2 separate regions of the Sus scrofa genome follow, and region 2 is linked to region 1. The links are chromatin contacts, called in public Hi-C maps. All regions are on one chromosome and are shown on one strand. The core of a region is the stretch at or near the end of the contact, and the rest is flanking DNA. Distances in the headings are between cores, read along the strand shown.

Region 1 (4,798 bases), core at 273-2,772:
TCTACTGGATGACTTCACATCCAACACCGAGTGTTTTCCGTTAGGTAATCAACACATCTTTGATATGAATGAATCGGTATGAGATCTGTGACGTCATTAGGATGGTTTTATCACCAGGGAGTTCAAGGATGCCTAAATCCTTCTCTGCCAATCACCTGCTTTTCTCTAGGGGCTTTCAAAACAGATGCACATATAAGCCACAATAGAAAAGAAAACATGTAACTAGCTGCTTCTTGGCTGTATTCATACCATCTCAGGCAAAATTTGGTGACCTGGACCAGAACACCAAGTCTGAGAAAGTAGCCACTCCTCTAATCTTATTCTACTCATCTAAGCATTAGAAAAAATGTGCCATCTGGAGGGTCAGGGGAATGAGAAAAGGGAGGGAGCAGATGACAGGGAGGGGCAGAGATGTGCTCCCCTTTTTCTGTGGTGGCCCTGACATAGTTGGGAGAAGAGACGAACCGTGTCCAAACTCAGGACCTTAAATGCCTGCGACCCGCTCCACTCTAACGCAATTCGGGGGGCACAGTATTCTTTTCTCAGTAGTAACAAGGAAGGGAAGTGAAAGTAAGAAACATTAAGAACCTCTGTCCCCCTATAATCTGCTCTTTCAGTGGTCCCTGCTGGCATGGACACTTATACTTTCGGGTAAAGACGTTAGCGACGGTTAGGTTGGGGGACAGGATGTGTCAGATAAGGAGGTCCTCCCTGATCACGTGACGTTTGAATGGACACCTCACTGAAGTGCTGGAGGAAACTATGTGGACATTGGATCCAGTCTTCTTGCAGGCAGAAGGAGGCTCAAGAGCAATGGCCTTGAGGTGGAGGTTGCTAGATTGTTCCAGGAGGAGCGGGAAGGCCAGTGTTGCCAGAGCAGAGAGAATGAGGCAAAGCAGTAGGAGGAGTTTCCATAATAAGCAAACAACAGATTATGTAAGAATGTAGAGAGTTAGAAGGTGTTGAGTTTTCTTTTGAATGAGATAAGAAACTCTAAGTCATGTGGACAAGAGAATAATTGACTTACTCATCCTTTTTGATAAAATATAAAAGAAGATGAGACTAGGAGGCAGGTTAAATGAGTAGACAGAGTGAACTCGGTCAGTAAGGGGAAGACCAGGGCTTGAATCCAGGTCCTCCTGAAAAGCAAACTACTATTCCAGCCTTTCATAGACTGGAGTAGCTTGAACAGAGGCAGAATGTAGGAAGTGCAATGAGAAAGGAAGAGGTCAGGTCTGGCAAAGCAGAGGAGTCACTGGACACAACAGAGCTATAGTGTTGTGTTTGTGGTTTTAAGATTTTAACTGGGTGGCTGTCCTACCCCTTAGAAGGTAAATAGATGTCAGAGGTCCCCAAACGGCCATTTTTTTGGGAGAACGGTAAAGAGGCAGTTACTGACTGCATTTACCCTCTGACTCCATGCAGGCTTGAAATGGACCATTTTCACTGCCCCTGGCTGATTTCTGTCCTGCACTGCATGGGACAAAGGACAATCAGGACCACTTACTTTGCCAGTCGGGTTGCAAGACTGCTAGTCATGTCCAAAATATTTGTCTTTGTTGTGAATAGCTATTGCATAGCTTCACTAGCTGAAGATTTGATTTTATTTTACAGGCTTGAGAATACAAAATAAATAAGAAGACTAAAAGCCACCACGTCGGATACATCTTTCAAGGATTCTGCCAAGATCTGTCAACCTGTGCCTCTAAATAACTGGTGACAAATGTTGTGTTGACATATTTCTCCTTTTCCCAGTGAATAATTAACAGCAAATGTCAGGGAAGGCTGGCGAAATAATTTCAAACAAATAAAAACCCACTTCCAACTCATTTCAAGTATCCATAGCCCTCTCCCCTGTAGATACACTTACAAAACAAAGCAAACTATCTGCAAAATTATCAGAAAATGGGGGTGCCTTCTAGGTTTGGTGGGATTTTTTTTCCCTCTTATTATTGTTATAGTGACAATACAAAGAGAGTTAATGTGTGGAGAGGCAGCTGAAGACACCAGGAAAGGAGTCTGTTAATCCTACAGAGGCAGTGTTGTATGAAATAAGCAGATCCTCTTACACTAAATAAACGCAGGTTCAAATCTTGGTACCAACCATTGTTGTACGGTGACCTTAAGGTCCAGAATGTAGGTCTTAGTTTTCCAAGTTGTTAACCCCCTAGTTTGCAAGGCTGTCGGAAGTCTGAGTATATGTGTGCTCCCCTTGTGTGGGTCAGGTCAAGTTTGGGATATACTGACACTTAGATTCTCCAGGAGTAAATGAATAGATTGATGAGTGGAGATGCTTCTACCTCCCATAATACCTTGCACACATAGACACCCACAGATGGTGCTTCTTCCACTTCCTTTTGCATGGAACACCTCATCTTTGACAGATATTTTCACGTATATTTTCCACATGTTTTGGGGAGAGCAGTGGCGTGTTGAGGTAGGAATAACAGGTGAATGAAACTTTCTGGGAGTGTTCTTTCCCTATCAAGTTGAAACTTTAGAATCTCCCACAAAGGGTGCTTTGTTTATTAAATTCTATCGTAGTTAGACTACTATGTGACCTGGCTAAAAGTAAGTATTCAATCATGTAAATTACACTTGAATTATCTGAGATTCATGGGTTTTTTTTCCAGGATCATCAAATTTAGAGTTTGTTCCTTCTAATACTGAAAAAGAAAAGCTCTTCTCTCTAAGTACAACCAAGTACTTTTCACAGCAGAAAAATTATAAAAATATATCTCACCTTGGTGGAGATTCATTAATTAGCTTTACATCTACTCTTAAATTATATAGTGCAGCCAAATTTCAGATCAAAAGAACATTAGCAATAAAGACTGAAATGGAAATTATTATGCTTACTTCCTGACTCTATGATCCCTAAAACTCTATGACTATTCCTTGCCCTATAAGATGTAAAAAAATTTTTTTAATTAAAAAGATGATTTTAAGGTTTATTTCCATAGCTGCCTTCCTGATGACAATAGAATAATTTTGCAGCCGGATAAAATATCATATATTTTAGAGTGGTACTTATCAGTATATTTGTCTGTCTGTTCATTTTTTAAAATGAATAAACAACCATAAACAAACGAGACCAGACATAACCATTTTCACCTGCTATCATGAAAATATCATCTGAAAGTATTTTTAATTTTCATTTGCAATTTTGTTTTCTTTTAACCTACCTCAAACTTTAAAGTTCCTTTACCGGTTTTACCTCTCAAAAGTAGAAGACAGCCAGCTATAGCATTTCTGAATGGCCCTCAAAGATAAGAACAGTTCTTATACATTCAAATGGGTGAAAAAAAAAAAAAAAAAGCCAGACAGAGAAAGATAAATATTATACGATATCACTTACACCCCCCCCAAAAAAAGCTAAAACAATCTTATTTCCAAGACAGAGACTCACAGACATAGAAAACAAACTTAAGGTTACTCACGGGGAAAGGAGGATGGAGGAAGTAGAAATTAAGAGGTTAGGATTAATATATATTCACCATATATATAAAATAGAAAACCAACAAGGCCCTACTGTAGAGCACAGGGAGTGCGACTCAAGAGTCTGTGAGAACCTCTAACGGAAGAGAATCTGAAGCAGAATGTACAAAACCGAATCCCCGTGCTGGACCTCTGAAACCAACACAGTACTGTATTTACACTACAATTTGAATGTATAGAATTTTCACCTATCACAGTAAAAAATTTTAAATCAAAAGAAGAGCAAATTTCTGTGATGGGTAAAAATTATACAAAATTCAAATTTCCGTGTCCCAACATAAGGTCAGGCTCATTTGTTTACACAGGATCTAATCTGTTTTCACACTGCAGTGGTAATGTCAACTCGTCGTGGCAGAGGTTGTACAGCCCACAGAGTCTGAAATATTTGTTATCTGGCCCTTAACAGAAAACGTTGGCGCTGCGATGTATTAAAAGGCTTCCATATATTCAAACATAAAGTTTGAACCAGGTTGGCAGCTGAGGCCCAGAGAATTTGAGCCTTGTCTAAAGGCACATCGCTACTCAGAGGGGTAATGTGCTGCACTGGAAAGATCTTCTTGTCGGGGGATTTGGTGAATAAAGATGTGAAGAAGTGATGATATCATTATATTAAAAATGCTCTATAAATTGCATGGGGAATTGATGAAAATTCAAACTTGCTAACTACGAATTTATCTGTGAATGTCTAGAGACTGCTGTGCTTGGCAAAAGAATTCCTTCCCAATTTAAATCAAATTTGTTTTCTTCTTTGTGGATTAAACATTTATGAGCTACATTTATTGGCTCCTGAATAGGATTTTCATCTGCTGATACAAATAATTTGTTGGCCAAGGGCTCCATCTGATTGATGCGCGGTCCTCTTCCCTCAGAATCCAAATCTTCGGGCTTATTGTGTCTGCTTCTCCTTTCGTGACATTCAGAAAGTTCAATCTCAAACAAGTGGGGGTGCTCAGGACAAAAGAGTAGCTTCATATTCAAAAATCTGATGAAGTTTACAAAACTCTGACCTAAAATAGGACAGTCAGGTGAATTTTGATCCGGTCACTCAGATTATTTTTTTTAATTAAAAGTATGATATTTTTTTGGATACAATTCAACTCTGGTACATTTGAAGGCACTAATTTTCTTAGTGATTTCTCCAGCCAGAACAAGGAAAATGGGTGTTCTGTTCTTTCTCTTTCGGACATAAAGGCTCAGAAAAATAAAAAGCCTATCTCCAGAACTCAGTTGGTTTTGCCATATCATTACAGGATCAGATAAGACTAGCAGTGAGTATGGGAGAGGCTAATTATGGGCAAAG
Region 2 (4,926 bases), core at 2,117-4,616, 68 kb after region 1:
AAGACGTGCCAAAATAGCACAACTGCACAGCGAACCTCGGGATAGCTCTTTATCACTGTGTCCAGGTGACCTCACACAGCAAGAAAATCCCAGCACAGGTACGCAGCCGGTTGGCACTCAGAAAACTGTAGGCTTCACATACAACTCTGAGGCTGTCCAGTGCAAAGTATTTTAATACACCTGAGCATCTAATTCACCCAGGTAGGAGTTTCCAGGATTCCTCTTCTATCACAGTGGCAGTGACCAGACGTGGAGGACTGATTCAAGGCACCGTGGAGGAGACGAGGGAGCCCAAGCTCTCTTGACTTGACTTAGAAGAGCATGTGGCAAAGGAGGGGTGCTCCACGTAGCTCTCGGAAAGTTTTAACACGTAGCAGCCCACGTCTACACCATGGCATTTTCCCAGGGTGCCATCCTTCCGCGACCTTCTGCTGACTCCCTCTCATACCTCTGGGTTTGTCCCTGCCACTTAAATAGCACACCTGGAGTTTCATTCAGTGACTTACCTACTTCTACCCCTCTCTACTGTTTAAAATCTGCCACCATGCATTTGGCTAATTTATCTGGGGAAATCTTTAACAATGCATATCCTTTGAGGCTTGATTTTCCTTTCTTCTGTACTTCTAACACTCTGTTTTTGTTACTATTAGATAACCCATCAGAGCATGGGGCTAAAGCATGAGTTCTGAAGTCTGTCTGATGGGCTTTTTGCAACCTGTGGAGAACCACCAGTGAAATGAATAGTATGCATGCTTGCTGATTCCTGCAAAGGATAAACAGTCTCTTGGGAGGGAGAGCGAATGGCCTCTGTCATTGCGGGTTGGGTGAGATGGTGTTTAGGTCATAACCACACCTGACTTTTTAAAACAGTTTTCTCCACGTAAATCTCCAGTTGCTATTTTATTTGGTACAATATGATATTAATCAATGGTACAAACGGGTATGAAGTTCAACAACATTTGAAAACGTGGCTGTGTTTTTGTGTGCCATTCAACCAGGGAATTCAATGGCTTAGAAACTGTAGAGATTATGATTTTACAATCCCTTGCACATCCGTCTGGTTTAGGTATTATCACTATTATCGTTCTTCTTATTGTTCTATCCATGTAAAAATCGCTACCAGGTGTGGGTGAGCACACATGCTCTTTTTTGTCTCCTAGCAACAAATGTGAGGGAGGACAGTTCCTCCATCTAGGAGAATGATTGGTGGTACCTCGTGCTGAACAGTGTGATCTGAAGTCCCAGCTCTTCTCCTAACAGCTGTAAACCTGACCTACATTTGCCAATGAAGCCGTCATGTGACACTTTCTCATGGGCCCGTGGTATCGTAAGAAACAGCTAGAAAGCATATCTTGGGTAGACACCTTTAATGCTATCTACCGATACAAGGGGCTGGAGTTGCATATTTATTCTAAAATCAGATCCAGGACCCTTATGGCAGCATAAGAGAAACCAACTGACTGAACAAAATCACTGCTTACTGAAACCTGGAAATAACGCTGTAATTTGAGTTAGGAGTAGTTGGTTAACCAATTGCTCACAAAAAGCGGAAGTATTTGGTAACCGTATTTGGTAAAGAGGTAAAGAAAGCAAGTAAATTCTCATGCAGGGGAAGTTATTTAGCATTTGCCAGACATTTTTAAAGATCTGTCTTTCAGACCCTGGTCTATTCAGTGGGTGCAGAGATGGATAAAATCAAAACGAAATCTTTTTTCTCATGGACTTCTTGTCTAGTGGAGAAGGCAGACTGCATTCAAATAAATGGAAAATACATATAATGATGAATAGGGATCTCTGCACCATTGTTTTTTCTCCTTGACATTATATGGTACACATGGCCAATGCCTGGATCTGATTTTTCTGCAAACTGATCCTTTCAACAGTGCAATGGGTGGAACATAGAAGGTGCTATTTATACATTTTGTTGAGTGAGAAATGAATGCATGAATGAACGGCTGTTTCTAGATAGTACCCTGAGAATAGACCTCTCTGGACAGCCTAATAGCTACCTCTTCCTAGCTACCTCTTCCCATTTAGGACAGAATCCAGAATCTTTTTATGTATTTGCTTTTACTTGAATGAGCCAGTTATTTAGCAAAACAATATTAGATGTTTTGTGAAAAAACTACAATTCAAGGGACTCTAGGGAAAAACAAGAAAATCCATATGCAGTAAGTGAGGGGAAGGCTAGGAGCACAGGCTAGAGAAAGGTCACATGACCATTCTGGGAGGCAGTTCCCTTGTCCCCTCACCTGCATAGGTTGCATGTGTTTTGGGGCGATTTGGGGGCAATATTTCATACCTTCATGGTTCTTCATTCTCACATGTCCTTCAGCTCTAAGAGAATTCCGGAATTGGGGCATTTCTCCATAAGCAGTTTTGCTTCCTCTTTGGATTATTCATTTGCTCCCTGGGGCAATCATAGAAATTTAGCCTTTATTCACTTTGAAAATAAAAAATATAAACAAATATTTATAGTATACCTTTAAGGTGCTAGCCTAATAAACTCCGTTATGGAGCAACGGAAGTAAAAATGGATAAAGGAAAACAGATTTATCAGTCAGGGAATCAGGGATGGGAATATACAGAATATATGGAGCAGGATTTCCACTTATTGTAATGCCATAGCTCTGCTTTATCACATGCCAGATCACGTTTTAGTGGTTAAAAATGACCAATAGTGAATTTTATTTTTTACTTTTTTTATTTTTTGCTTTTTAGGGCAACACCTATGGCATATGGAAGTTCCCAGGCTAGGGATGGAATTGGAGCTACAGCTGCCAGCCTATGCTACAGTCACAGCAATGCCAGATCTGAGCTGCATCTGTGACCTACACAGAGGCTTGCGGCAATGCCGGATCCATAACCCACTGAGAGATGCCAGGGATACGAGGTGGATTTTTAACCCAGCTGAGCCAGAATGGGAACTCCCTGTGGTGAATTTTAAAAATCAATTGGTATGTTTTGCTGCAAGTGGATGAGTGAATTATTTATTTATTTATTTATTTGCACTTGAACTCATGCAATCCCTCAGGAGTGAGAGACGAAACTTTTTGACTCAAAACTATATACACGATATAGGTTTCTCCCATTATCAAACGGCAGAGCATTCCCATGAAACTGTTTGGAAGGTGAAATGGTGTGGAGTGAAGAGGCATTTACCTTAGGACACATCTTGCTAATGGAAGCACAGAAGAAAAGGAGATAAAACACAGATGCTCACAGACACAGTTCAAAGGTTTGGCGGCTTGATCCTGAGTGCCCGGGAAGGAGCCTGGCGGGGTGGCTCTCCCAGCTCAGGGTGCTCTCTGCCTCTATAAAGGCCCCTGGCAACAAGTGCTTTCCACCTGGTATCTTTTCTTTGTAAAAGTGAAAAACCCCTTTGGATTCCTTTCAATTAGCAAACACAAGTACTGACGTAGGTCTTTCATAAGAGAGAAGTGGCTTAAAGTTAACTTTTGAAAAGTGGGAGACGCCTATACGGTAGGTAGTCATTTAATATATTGATAATATTTAAGACCCTTTTCGTCTAGGAAAGATAGATACAAAGTAGACAAAAGTTAATATTTATGATGTTTTAGGATTATAGGTTTTCAAAGAGAGGCTCCTTTCAAGTTATGGAATTTGTGATGTTAGCAAGAAGATACCGGCAGAGGGGCAAGGATGCACAGAAATGCAAAGGTGAAAAGAGAAGGATATGCAGAAACTAGGGGCTGGTACCTCCATGGATGAAAGGGAAGGGAAGACGGGTGGATGATACTCTGAAAGCACATTCCTGTGAACTTAGTGGCTGTGACTGGGAAGCTGAGGGAACAGGCGCGGCTAAGCTGTCTAAGGCTTCTTGTTGGGATGACAGCCATCCCAGGGACCATCATGGGAGGACAGCTTACTCTGTAGGTCATGGAGAGTGAGACATCCCTAGAGGACACCCACTTGTTGACATATTGTGAACTAGCAAGAATTTGCTAGAAATCAGTAGAAAATTGGAACAGGACCATACCGACTTGTCTTGGGCAACTGGGTGGTATTTGGGAGGCGATAAAATCTTTCTGAACAAATAAAAGTAAATGGGGTTGAAAGAGAAGGCAATAGGGGCAGACATATTTTTCAAAGACTTTGTTGTTGTCAGTAAGAAGCCATACAAAATATCAATTAAAATAGAGTTGAGTGTTTTTGTAAACTAAACCCAAGAACCAGGTGGAAGTCACTGGAACGGTAGAGATAAGGAATACTGTGAAACCCTAAGTGATCAAACCAGTATGTGTTCAAAGCTTAAAAGTTACAAGTATCGGTCAAGTAATTCATGTAGACAGTCACAGGTTTCTGTCTTTACACTATAAATGGGCTTAGGCAGGCAGGTTAGAAGCTGTTCACACATGAACCTCTCAGCTGGACAGCCATCTCTCCTAATGTAATTCTTAGTGTTGCTAATTTTACCACTATTATTAAGCACCTTGTGTCTGTCAGGTGGTTTTCCTAAGCTAATGGATCTAAGTGTCTTCAGACTATCACATATGTGTTATTTTTTCCAGTTGAGAGAGTAGCAAAATGAGATTCACCAACTTAGACGACATATCAAAATTTATGTGGCCGGAATAGGGAAAGGCCAACATGAGACGACAAGTCTACTCATCCTAGTTGATAGTCTTTGACTATCAGCTTTCACAAGATACCTGTGAGAGAGACAGATGGGAAAAGTGGGTGGTGGGTGAAGATGTGGCAGAAAGAGAGCAGAGGAATTGAGGGCAATGACACATGGCTTTTCATCGTTTCACGAAGCAGAAATCTGCATGATGTCTATAATCTATAGCTCCAAAGTCAAATTATGAAAAGGCATAACTCCTTTGTCATTAAGCACGCATCATCATCTTATCCCTCTGAACAGATGTCCTTTTTATTAAGAGCACACAGGCCAAGGGATTATAG

The links. Hi-C and Micro-C count contacts between places; a contact is called where the count stands out from the background.
Region 2: a Hi-C map of liver shows a contact between it and region 1, with 2.3 times the contacts expected there. The contact joins two enhancer-like sites. A contact is called at or near these places in 1 of 5 promoter capture datasets (liver) and 4 of 47 Hi-C or Micro-C datasets (embryonic fibroblasts, epiblast stem cells and liver).

The regions. Positions count from the first base shown.
Region 1 is chr4:5,021,124-5,025,921 of Sscrofa11.1, forward strand. No RefSeq gene overlaps it. Among named protein-coding and RNA genes, the nearest start is that of FAM135B, 650 kb to the left of the region's middle. Within about 2 kb of position 1,523, at least 1 of the 83 cell types and tissues checked has an H3K27ac peak or open chromatin away from gene starts, as enhancers often do. A contact at or near this core is called in liver, where this site is marked.
Region 2 is chr4:5,087,530-5,092,455 of Sscrofa11.1, forward strand. No RefSeq gene overlaps it. Among named protein-coding and RNA genes, the nearest start is that of FAM135B, 720 kb to the left of the region's middle. Within about 2 kb of position 3,367, at least 1 of the 83 cell types and tissues checked has an H3K27ac peak or open chromatin away from gene starts, as enhancers often do. A contact at or near this core is called in liver, where this site is marked.